Regions from separate parts of the Mus musculus genome. Here all the other regions are linked to region 2. The links are chromatin contacts, called in public promoter capture Hi-C maps. All regions are on one chromosome and are shown on one strand. Each heading gives the region's core, a stretch centred on a gene start, on an enhancer-like site or on the middle of the called end of the contact. The rest is flanking DNA. Distances are from core to core; before and after follow the strand shown.

The links. Promoter capture Hi-C pulls out the DNA fragments that hold promoters and counts their contacts. Capture Hi-C pulls out chosen DNA fragments and counts their contacts.
Region 1: a promoter capture Hi-C map of liver shows a contact between it and region 2. The contact joins the promoter of Ecm1 here to the promoter of Hormad1 in region 2. A contact is called at or near these places in 15 of 39 promoter capture datasets (the C10 cell line, the HPC-7 cell line, cranial neural crest and 9 more) and 3 of 9 other capture datasets (adipose tissue, liver and pancreatic islet).
Region 3: a promoter capture Hi-C map of stem cell-derived epiblast-like cells shows a contact between it and region 2, with 2.8 times the contacts expected there. The contact joins the enhancer-like site here to the promoter of Hormad1 in region 2. A contact is called at or near these places in 17 of 39 promoter capture datasets (the 3T3-L1 cell line, the C10 cell line, the HPC-7 cell line and 11 more), 2 of 484 Hi-C or Micro-C datasets (bone marrow-derived macrophages and nephron progenitors), 2 of 115 datasets of contacts at active chromatin or transcription factors (embryonic stem cells and stem cell-derived neural progenitor cells) and 5 of 9 other capture datasets (adipose tissue, embryonic stem cells, liver and 2 more).

Annotation. Positions count from the first base shown.
Region 1 is chr3:95,737,376-95,741,304 of GRCm38.p6, forward strand. Ecm1 (extracellular matrix protein 1) reads right to left here and starts at 2,194. Exons shown (of 11, transcript NM_007899.3): 1 at 1,998-2,194; 2 at 864-926; 3 at 637-741; 4 at 433-513; 5 at 258-338. The coding sequence starts at 2,067. Tars2 (threonyl-tRNA synthetase 2, mitochondrial (putative)) reads right to left here. Exons shown (of 18, transcript NM_027931.3): 18 at 2,599-2,944. The coding sequence ends at 2,796.
Region 2 is chr3:95,557,286-95,561,383 of GRCm38.p6, forward strand. Hormad1 (HORMA domain containing 1) reads left to right here and starts at 2,392. Exons shown (of 15, transcript NM_001289532.1): 1 at 2,392-2,447; 2 at 3,943-3,995. The coding sequence starts at 3,960.
Region 3 is chr3:95,784,380-95,787,962 of GRCm38.p6, forward strand. Rprd2 (regulation of nuclear pre-mRNA domain containing 2) reads right to left here. Exons shown (of 11, transcript NM_001368178.1): 3 at 2,905-3,005; 4 at 1,941-2,018; 5 at 675-727. Among named protein-coding and RNA genes, the nearest start is that of Gm26361, 11 kb to the right of the region's middle. Within about 2 kb of position 1,357, at least 5 of the 459 cell types and tissues checked have an H3K27ac peak or open chromatin away from gene starts, as enhancers often do. A contact at or near this core is called in stem cell-derived epiblast-like cells, where this site is marked.

The DNA.
Region 1 (3,929 bases), core at 944-3,443, 180 kb after region 2:
CTCTGCCTCCTGAGTGCTGGAATTAAAGTCACTGCCCAGCCTAAGAACAACCTTTGAAGGTCTGATGTTCATGTCAGTGCCACTACATCCAGTTGATGGAGTGCGGGAGAAAGCCAGCCTGGACTGTGTCAGACAAGCATTCCACCGACTGTACAGATAGAGACTGAGCAGCTCAGGAGAGTAAGTCCCATGTGCCCCTCCTCCCCAAGCCCATGGGCTCCGCAGGAAAGCTGTGCAGGAAAGAGGCAGTCACTCACTTTCCTTCTGTTCAATATGGACTTGGGGAGGGGGCTGCTCTTTCTGCAGGGGGATGGCTTCTTGAGGGACAGCAGGACCAGCTGCAAGATGGGGGAGGGCACAAGGGAGGGAGGTCAGGCTAGTGTCAGCATCACAGTGGGGTGGGCGGGGGTTGGGGGGCAGGGAAGCACTCACCTTTATCTACATTAGGGTTTAGGAAAGTGGGCCAGTCTTCCTCGTACACAGGGATGTCTTCTGGAGAGGAAGGGGGCTGCACTACAGAACAGGCAGTTGTGAGGCAGACAGTGGGGTGGGGGGGTCCCTCCCTTCCTGAGGAGCAGGAAGTACACTAGATTAGAGGTCTCAACGGGAACTGAGAGGGCTTTGGGGCAGCCTCACCTTCTCTTTGTTCCTCAAAGAGGGGAGGGTCATGCAGAGAAGTTACAGAGTGGTCAACTCGGAGTCTCCGGGTTTGTGGTGGGGAAGGGGGTGCTGCATAACCTACTAGAGGCAAGAGGGGAGACACTCAGAGCCTCCCAATTGCATGCTTGTTCCCCACAAATTCTACAGCCATGCTGTCCTGAGCACCCGTCTTCATCCGATCTGGTTAGTTCTGAGGCTCTCACCTTCATGGAGGTGCTGGAAGAGGCGCTCTGGCGTCATCTCTCGCTGGTCTGAAGCCTTGAAGGCTAGAGGAAGGAAAGACAAAAGTCAGGCAGTTTTGAGGCGTCCTTTCCTGGTCCTGGACAGAGGATGGGGAGGCTGTGGAGGCCGAGACTGTGGAAAGCCCGCTGTGGGGGAGCCACCTGTCACACACCTCCCCTCTGAGTGGCTGGGTTCTGAGTTGGGGTCTAAAAGAATGTGGCTGGGAATGGAGGTCTGATTTCCTGTCAGTATCTCCCTTGGATGGGGCTTGTGGCTGCCGTCCCCTCCAATGCGCTGATGTTCCAGGATCCACCTCTCTTCAAACTTCTTCCTATAGGCCTTTAAAAATACTTTTGGCCTTTGGGTGGGACGGTTAGCCAAATGTTTAAGTGCCTTCCCCTTCAATCTCAGCTTATTTTAGGTTTCTTAAACAAGAAAAATATTATTTGTGTATGTGTGGAGGGGGCCAGTGTGTCACCGTGGTGATGTGTATAGGTCAGAGGACAACTTGTGGGAGTCATTTCTCCCCTTCCATGTGGGTTACTGGGACGGAATACAGGTCACCAGGCTGGCAAAGCACCTTCACATCTGGAGCTGAACCGAAGGCACAAACCTAGGAACCAGGACAGCAGCGAGGTGGAGCTGTCTCAGACACGGCTATCTATAGAAGGATCTAAGTCTCTGTCCTGTCCAGAGTTGGTATTTCCTTTTGTTCAGACTTCAAAGCAGTGCGTGTGTGTAATAGGGGGTGAATGTGGGTGAACTCTAACTCGTCCTCTGACCAGAGTGAGCCAGTCTAGGCTCCCTGGCTCGGTAGGCTGAGTTTTAGCAGCCCGAGGGCTTCTTTTCCTCCTCACCTGCCTCCTCGTCCCTCCTCACGTGTTCTGACAGGAGGATCCTCACCCTGTAAACTCACCTGTCTTGTGTCTATTTGACTCTAATTTTTGTGTTTCTTAGCAACTACCTCTAGCTATTCTGCTCCTGTTCCAGCCTCCATGGTTAAAGGTTCAGCCCCACTTCACAGTGACATGTTCATATAAAGGAAGCCAATCACCCAACTGCTGAGCTCTTTGGAGCCAGACTCTTAAGCAACTGCTGACCCCACCCCGACTCACCTCCCTCAGAGGCAGCAGAAGCAAGAGCCAAGCAGGCCAAGATCAAGGCTGCTCTGGATACGGTCCCCATCCTGGGGCAAGAACTGGTCACTGGTCACCCAGAAGCTGGTTGTCACAGGCAGATCTAGACTTGAAGGGGTTGGGCCACTTGCTGCAAGCCTGCTCCCCTGGCTGTTGCTACTGCCGTTGTGAACTTCAAGGCCTGCTGTCTGTCTCTCTTTATATGCTATCTCCCGCCCCCCTGTTTCCTGCCATGACTCAGTCCCTGCTGCTCCTCCTCTTACAGCCACTCCTCCCAGACTCCTGGAGCCTCCTTAGCCTGGGAAGAATGGAGGTGATGGAAGGGAGCACTCCTGGATCCCCTCCAAACTGATGCAGAGGATCATGGAGCAAGTTGTCATCTGGACCCTTAATTTGTGCCTCAGTTTCCCATCTGCATACTGTCCTTTATAAAGAATGGATCTGACACTCTCCTGAGTGGGAGTGGGAGGAGAATGGCTGCCTGAGGCAGTGCCCTTGCTGGTCAGAGGCCTCAGTATCCCTTTGCCTCAGGTCTGGGAAAGAGGGAGTAAAGCATTCGGACTCAGATGAAGGCACAGCCTTGGCTTCAAGTATATTTTTATTCTCCTTCTATCCAGTCAGTACAGCATTCCTTTCTGTGGGGAGCCCCCACACCATGTCTATTTTCAGAGAGCAGTTCTGAGGCCTCGGGGACATGCGGGGCTGCCAGCTGGGTTACTGTCCCGTGGAAAGGGACGGACGGCTCTCATGAGTCTGTACATCACCAATGGACATGACTCAGAACACTTCTTCTGCATTGGGGACCCTGGCGTTCTGTAACTCCAGCAGTCTCTGCACGGACTCGGCCAGGTCTCGCTCCCCGAGCTGCCGGTTATCTCGCGTGCGTACGTTCACTGTCCTTTGACTCTGCTCTCTCTGGCCAACCACTGCAGGAAGAGGAAAGATTTGCAAACCCAAGCAAAAGTCACCCTATGGGTTGTTTCCTTTTGCTTTGCAGAAACTTCAAACTCCTGAATCTTTAGGAAAGGTAGGAGCAGAGCCTAGCCGTGGCTGAAGCCCATGCTTAGCTCGCCTGCCCTGCTGCTGACTGTCCACTCTGATGAGATAAGGAAGTGGGCCGGGCTTTACTCCCCTCTCCCTGCAGGTCAGGAGCCCAGGGCTGGGAGATACAGAGTCAGTTAGACAGAGACAAACATGGAGAGCTACACAAAAAGAAAAACTGTATGTGTGTGACCTGGGGGGAGGGGTACGGTACAGGAAGGGGAAACAGCAGGGCGGGGCTTGCTCTCAGTGCTGCCAAGGCAACGGGCATGCGTGATGCCCCAGTCAGGCGGTCTGGCTAGGAGTTTCTGCTTCTTGCTTCCAGAGGCCCAAGAGTCAGGAGCAACTTCCTTCCCTAAGACCTTTCTTGTCCCCTAGAGCTGCCTCCACCCACACAACAATAAACAAGGCAATTAATTAATGCCTTTATTGGTTTTGGTGCTGGGACCTAACTCATTGGAGGCCAGTGCTCCACCACAGAGCACTACAGCTTCTGGTTCACTGATAATCTTGCTACATACAGCCCACAGTGGCCTCACATGTTTGCCCTCCCTCCTGTACCTGCCAAATCCTGGGATTACAGGTGTGCCTACCATGCCTGGCTTCAACTGATGCCTTCTTAATCCTCTCCTGTCCCTTCCTCTTTGATGCTGGCCTGGTTAATTAACTTACAGAAACAGCCTAGGGTAGGGTTAATGAGAAGACAACTGTTCTGAGGGATGGAATAGGTTGTGGGAAGGAGCAATGGAAGGCAGGCAGATTAGTCAGGCTCCTACCCAGCCCAGGTAATGAGTCCCAATTAATTCAATGTACACAGAGCTAAACAATAGAGTTAGTACAGAGAATGCAGAGCTTGGGGCTCTGAGGTCT
Region 2 (4,098 bases), core at 1,142-3,641:
GTAATGAATAAATCTTTAAAAAAAAAAAAGAAAAGAAAATTCTTGGAAATTTGGAAATTTATAAACGTGAGAAGACTGCATGAGAAAATGCTAGAGCAAGATCTCTGCCATTTTTGATCCTGAAAACAATATTCTAGTCTTCTAGACTTCATTGTTCTTCTTACTGAATTGTGGGGGACTCTGAAATCGCCAACGCCAGCACCAGGTTCCATGAGGCTTCTCAAACATCATTTTCCCTCTGGAACTGCATTGTCTTCCCTAACATTTATTTATTCATTTGCCTGTGTGGGTACACGTGCTAGGGTGCACATGTCGGGGGCAGGGGACAGTTTGCAGAATTGATTCTTTTCTGTCACCTTGAGGATTCCAGGAATAGAACTCAGTCTATCCTGCTTGGCAGAAACTGCCTTTACCCACTGAGCCACTTCAACAGCCTAGGAACTGTGTTTTCTTCCTTCCTTTCTTTTTTTTCTTAGATATTTTCTTCATTTACATTTCAAATACTATCCTGAAAGTCCCCTATACCCCCCCACACACACACCCTGCTCCCCAACCCACCCACTCCTGCTGCCTGACCCTAGCATTTCGCTGTACTGGGGCATATGATCTTTGCAAGACCAGACCAGGGCCTCTCCTCCCATTGATGACCAACTAGGCCATCCTCTGCTACATATGCAACTAGATACATAGTTCTGGGGAGTACTGGTTAGTTCATATTGTTAATCCTCCTACAGGGTTGCAGACCCCTTTAGGTCCTTGGGTACTTTCTCTAGCTTCTTCACTAGGGTCCCTGTGTTCCATCCGATAGATGACTGTGAGCATCCACTTCTGTATTTGCCAGACACTGGCATATCCTCACAAGGGATAGCTATATCAGGGTCCTGTCAGCAAAGTCTTGCTGGCATAGACCGCTTGCAATACCGTCTGGGTTTGGTGGTTGTATATGGGATGGGTCCCCGGGTGGGGCAGTCTCTGGATGGTGGTGTTTTCAAAACACTTGTATGAAGCAGAGCTGAGCCGGACGTGGTGGCTCACACATTTAATCCCAGCACTCGGGAGGCAGAGGCAGGTAGATTTCTGAGTTTGAGGCCAGCCTGGTCTACAAAGTGAGCTCCAGGACAACCAGGGCTATATAGAGAAACCCTGTCTCAAAAAAACAAAAACCAAACCAAACAAACAAACAAACAAGAATATGAAGCAGGGCTGGTGGTCCTTTGGACAGCCTGATGAAGGATCAGCAGTTTGACAACATCTTGGCTTAGCTACCGCCCACAATCTTGAAGGCCAGTACTGAAAATCACCATTTCAAAAATAAAACTTACTTTTGTTTTTAAATGAGACAAATTGCTCTCAAAGCTATCCACTGTCCCCAGGTGTGTGTGTGTGTGTGTGTGTGTGTGTGTGTGTGTGTGTGTGTGTATAATATATATACATGTGATATATATTGCATATATATTATACACACACACACACATCTGTAAGTTTAGTCTGGAGGATGGGAGCAAGAAGTTGGCAGGATGGCCATTCAAGACCAACCTTGGCTATATAGAATAATTCTCAAAAATAAAAATATTAGGGCGGGTGAGAAGGCTCAGCAGGTAAAAGTAATTGCTATCAAACCTGGCAGCTCCGTTAGATCCTGAGACAACCCCCCACCCCATGGTAGAAGAGAGAACCAACTTCAAGTCATTCTTTGACCCCCACTTATGCTGTGGTATGAGCATGTCCAAGTACTGTCCTCTAACCTCCAAATGAATGTAATAAGGCACACACACGCATACTAAAAATTAAAAACTATTTGTTCTTTTGGTTTGAGTTTGTTTTGTTTTGTTTTGTTTTTTTCCCAGAGTCAGGGTTTCTCTGTGTAGCCCTAGCTGTACTGGAACTCACTTTGCAGACCAGACTGGTCTTGACCACAGAAATCTGCCTGCCTCTGCTTCCCGGGTGCTGGGATTAAAGGCATGCACCGCCGCAGTTCAGCTTTGAAATCAATTAAACAGAAATAAAAACCTAAGTAAGCAGACTGGTAGACGACTGATTTCCTCAGAGGCATCGTTAACTGGATGTGGGGACTGTACAGCAACCGGAAAATCTAACAATCATCTAAAAGTGACAAAATCTAAAGCAGAAAACAGCAACACCGGGTGTGGGGACACCGGGGGTCTCTGGGGAGCCAGCTGTGTCGGGCAGGCTTTGTACCTTCAGCGACCTGACCCCGGTCAGGCCTTGGCCTGCTGGGGACGGCGCTGGAGCCTTGCTGCGAGCCTGGCTCCCGGCAGGCCTTGCGCAGCTTTTGGCGGGAATAGTGGTCTGGCCTGAGGTCAAAGGGTGCGCCACGTGCCAGTGACAGTTAAGGCGCATGCGCACTGCGCACGTGCTGACCGGAGCGCCGCACTTCAAGACTCTTGCCTGTCGCTGCCGGACGCTTCCCTCAGGCGGTGCGTAAAGTATGTTTATTTTCGGCTTGGTTCTCTTCATTTTTTATCATCCCTTAGTCACTTTTCTGTGGCCCTTCGCCCTCTCAGGTTCCTTACGGTCCAAACAGCAGACATTTGAGAGACTTTGTGTGCTTGTGTCCGAAGCGGGTCCTGAGGGGGCGACGAGGGCAGCTGGCAGTCGCCATGGGACTAACGGTTTCCAGCCGTGTCAGGTCTCTTATTTTGTGCGGACTTCTACGTGAATTCTCATGTTAACAGACGAAATAGAGACCAGGGTGCAAGGAAATTTAAGTCGGTTTACCAAGATAGTTGGGAACTCAGAGTCAGTCATTAAAAGAATCAGAAGGTGGGTGGAGTGTCGGCCACTGTGCTCTACATAGCGTAAGTCACAGGCCAGCCAGAGCTACATAGTGAGACCTTGTCTCAAAATATAAATTAAGATTTGAGAATAAATGGTGCATGATGGCACTGGGGGGTCGGGGGGAGGCCGAGGGATCAGAAGTTCAAGATGAGGCCGGGTGTAGTGGCTCACTCCTTTAGTCCCAGTACCAGCTAGGCAGGGACAGAGGCGGGTGGGTCTCGGAGGCCAGCCTAATCTACAGAGAGAGTTCCAGGACAGCAGAGCTACGTAGAGAGACCTGCCTTGAAAGAAAGAAAAACAAAGTCGAAATTCATTCTTGGCTACATGAGAAAAGAAATTTAAAAAAAAAAATAGTATTGTCTGCTGACCTTAAAAATGTTTTCGATACATATCAGGGAGGGGAATATATGTGAACATGCCATGGCATGTGTAGAAGTCAGAGGACAGCTTATGGGAATCAATTTGCTCCTTCTGCCTGCCATGTTGTTTCTACCAGCTAAGATCATCAGCCCAGAGGCAAGCTCCTTTACCAGCTCAACCATCTTGTGCCCTCCTGGCTTTCCCATTTATAGTTTCAGAGCAACAATGCATACTGAGCCTGATAAAGGAGTCATCTGATTTGACTTTTTTGATATAATTATTTTTAAATTATCAGGCACCATCCCCACCCCCAAAATACAAAAAAACAGAAAAGCAAAAAAGGTCTCAGACAGTCTTGCCTGGACTACAACTTTCTAACCAGCTAAGGATAAACTTGAAATACTGATCCTCTTGCCTGAGCATCTTAAATGTTAGGATTATAGGCATGTACCACACCCTGGAGCAATACATTGACCTCTTTTTTTTTTTTTTTTTTTTTTTTTTTTTGAGACAGGCTTTCTCTGTGTAGCCCCGCTGTCCTAGAACTCCCTCTGTAGACCAGGCTGGCTTCGAACTCATAGAGATCTACCTGCCTCTGCCTTCCTAGTGCCGGGATTAAAGGCATGTTCCACCACTGTCTGGCTACATTGACTTTTAAAGATTGAATTTTAAGTAAAATTCTGAAATTTATTAAGATAAAAATCCCATATGTAATAAGATAAAATTTTAGAGATAAAAATTAAATCTGAAATTAAAATTTATATTTGTGTTACATGTTTGAAGAAAATATTTCTTGGAAGATGGCCACTATGCAGTTGCAGAGGACAGCTTCCCTGGTATGATTTCTTATGACTTAATATGTATTAATTTAACTGAGTTTCTTATTTCTTGAAGTTGTAAATATTTTATTGTTTATAAGAGTCAAGTATTTTGATGCTT
Region 3 (3,583 bases), core at 107-2,606, 230 kb after region 2:
CATATTCTCCCCCCCTGGATACATCAGACTAATGACTAGCAAAGCCTTTAAGGGGAAAACAGAAATTGATCTTTAATTCTCATGTCAAACCATACTCTTAGCTATACACTTTTAGGTTCTGGAAGATAGGATCTTACTACATAACCCTGAAACTTGCTCCATAGACCAGGCTGGTCTCAAATGTGTTCCTGCCTCCTGAGTGACAGCATAAGCCTTTCACCACCACAATCAACAAGTTATATACTTTTTTCATCTATGCAGCACATGGGTGCCATAGTGTATGTGTAGAGGTCTGCTGACAACTCCTGCAGGAATCAACTCTCTCCTTTCATGTGTGTTTCAGGAAGCAAATTCAGGTTAGCAGGTTGGTGGCCCTCCCCAGTCCCTAATTATTCAAACTAATTTACAGATATAAGATTAACACTGTAATAAATCCTAACACCCTCCTGACATTTAAAAAGGAGGCTTCCAGATATCAGAACTGCGCACAGAGCGAAGCCAGCAGCAGAGGTGCTGCCAGGCTGTCTCTCCATTAGGAAAGTGGGTAAACTCTAGGCCAACTATTTCTGTTCTGGATTCCCAATGTACACCAGAGCAGAAATGAGTGTAACAGGGACCTGGCTTCAGAGGTGAGTAAATCATCTTTGGCATACTTAGCATATTCTGTAACTTACTCGAAACTCAGCAACAATCTTAGATTTGAGAGCAGCTTTTGGATTCGTGGATGCTGTTGAATGAAATTAAAATTCATTAAGAATACAGCACAAGGACTTAAGCAAATCCAGGAGAACTGAAATGTAGAGTGAAGGGTATACTCTGCAAACATACAGCAGCCATGCATACATAGTCATAATAAAATCCTGCAGGAAATTAACTATGAAATCTAACACTCCTAAATATGGCCAGTAGAAAAATAAACTACTTAGATAAGTCTAACCAACTTACCTCCAACGGACTGAGACCGAGGTAGGTACATGAAGCACCTTCTCCTAGTCTCATCAAGGGTAAGGAAATCTCAGTATCTCAGTGTAAGAGTGTTCAGGAACAAGGCAGCCAATTAATCCTGAGTACTGGCTGGAGAAGATCCTCTACAAATACCAATTCCCATCTGGTTCAATTTGGATTATATTTTAGCTGACTCAGTTCATAGCAACAAAGGTCTAAACGCATTATCACTGTGATTGAACTTTGGCCAAACTGATGGGTCCTGTTGTTCCTAAGCATGCAATGTATGACAAAAGGATGCCAGAGGACTCCCTTAACCATGGTGAGAATCACATGCTTGACGGAGCAAACATCCCAACTCTCTTGTGTCACCTCCCAATTCTCCACTGTCTTTCACCTTCATCCCTCCAAACCTTCCAGTTTCTCCACATTCCTCAGTTTGCCCACAACAGTCTATCGCATGCAGCATTCCGCTCCCTTGATATCATGCTGGGCAAATGGGACAAACACAACAGGAGCTCCAGATAGAGAATGTTTCTGGCCAAAATTGGAGGCCCATGTCTAATGTGGTAGTGTCCCCAAATCTGCAGGCTTTCATGGCTCCCAGAGAAACGCTTCTTAATGCCTAGTCTCCTCTTCCGCTCTGTGGTGCAATGCCAGCTGCCTCTAATTTCACAAATCTTTGAATGTGGGAATTGCCTGGGTACTAGGAAGTATTTTTTTTTCTTCTTTCAATACCCCAACTACTCCTGGATCTTCACTCAATTAAACCCTTTTCTGTATTTCCTTTAATAGTAGTTTTTTTTTTTTTTTTTTTTTAAAAAAAGAAGTAACTTCATGCTGGCTTGATTAGTCTAAGTCACTGGGAGCCTCCCAGGCCTGGGAAACACAAGCTTGCCCATGGTTTAGGCCAGGTACGATGTCAAATGGTCTACATTTTCTTCTGCTCCAAAAGGAGGAGGTAATTTTATGTTAGTTGAGATTTTGTTCCTTACTTTGTGATTTCTTCCACTGCTTATTCGGTTGTTTGTTCAGATTTTCTTTCAGCTGCTTCTGAGTTTTGAAAGTGGTACCTGGAAAACATTGCAGTTTTTGCAGTCTGGCATTATGGGAAGCTGCTCTGTCCACTTCAGTGCCAAAGTTGTAGCATGAAAAAATGCAATCCGTGACTCTGTAGTTTCTTTCATTTCTTTTCTTTCAGTTTTATAAAAACAAAAAACAAAACCAGAAAACACCCACCAAATCTAAGAAGCTATTAAATAAATATAAAAAATATAATTAATGAAACCTCCAACTCTGAAAAAAAAAAGGTCATATTCTAAAAATAAGTTACTTTTGAATAGAACACAAATTCATATGAAGGATTTAACAGCTTCTTAGAAGGTGTGCTTTTAAAACCAAATTCCTGGTGATGGCTTGATAATGGTCACAGTAACAATTATTATCAACTTCTATTTGGTGATTTAATTACTTAAATCTTATATGTAAGAACTAATTTACTTCCACACATACAAACACACATGCACACAAACCCAAGAATAGATATATAACTTACTGCAACTCTAAGTCAAATGGAGATTAGAGTCTACTCAAGCATGCTCACCATCAACTTAAAAGCTATGAAAATATGCCCAATCTTTCTCCAACAGTAAGCAGACAGAGCAGAATTTATTACACATAACCAATGAATACTTTGAAATACTTAACGAAAGCAAATACAGGAAGAGCCAGATGGGCATCCTCACTTAACATGTTTGCTTTAGCCAGCAGAGACAAAGATCCAACTCCCTGCACCATCCAGTTCTATTTTGAGTGCAAACATTCATACATTTATGTATTCAATTCTAAACAAGTCAATGCAGATTCTTCCACTCCCTTTAGTGTTATACAACAGAAAGGTCTATAAGTATAGACAGAACTGTAAAGACTGACTTAAATTCTTTTAGGAAAGGAACTTACTTAAAGCTTCTCTCAATGCCACAATCATGTCTTCTGGGTACACATTTCGATCTTCCCAGATTTTAAAGATTCGTTCTATAGACTTAGAGACGGATGGATCCCTGGAAGAAAAGCAAAATGTAAAAATGTTGACTTATGGGCTGGGTATGGTAGCACAAGCCTTTGTTTAATCCCAGCACATGGGAGGCAGAGGCAGGTGGATCTCTGTGAGTTCAGTATGGTCTACAAAGCAAATTCCAGGATAGCCAGGACTGATACAAAGACTCAGAAATCAAACACAACACAAAAAGTTGACTTATCCTCAAACTAGAGATTTGTTACATACTCAACAACTTACTATCACCCAAATTTCTTCTGTGTTACATATATTTTTAGTTATGAAAAACGATCTATTTATTTACTTTATGTGTTTTGTCTGCACACATACACACATTGTCACGTATGTGTCCAGTACCCAAGGAGGTCAGAAGAGGGTGATGGATGTCCCAGAACTGGGACTAGGGAAGGTTTTGAGTGTCCTATGGGCACTGGGAACCAAACCTGGGTCCTCTGGAAGATCAGCAAGTACTGAGCCAACTCTCTCGCTTTGTATAGATCTTTAAATAATTTTTCATGCATTATTTATAAGGAAAATGTCCTTATTTAATACTTTTATCAAAGACAAAAATAAGGCTACAGA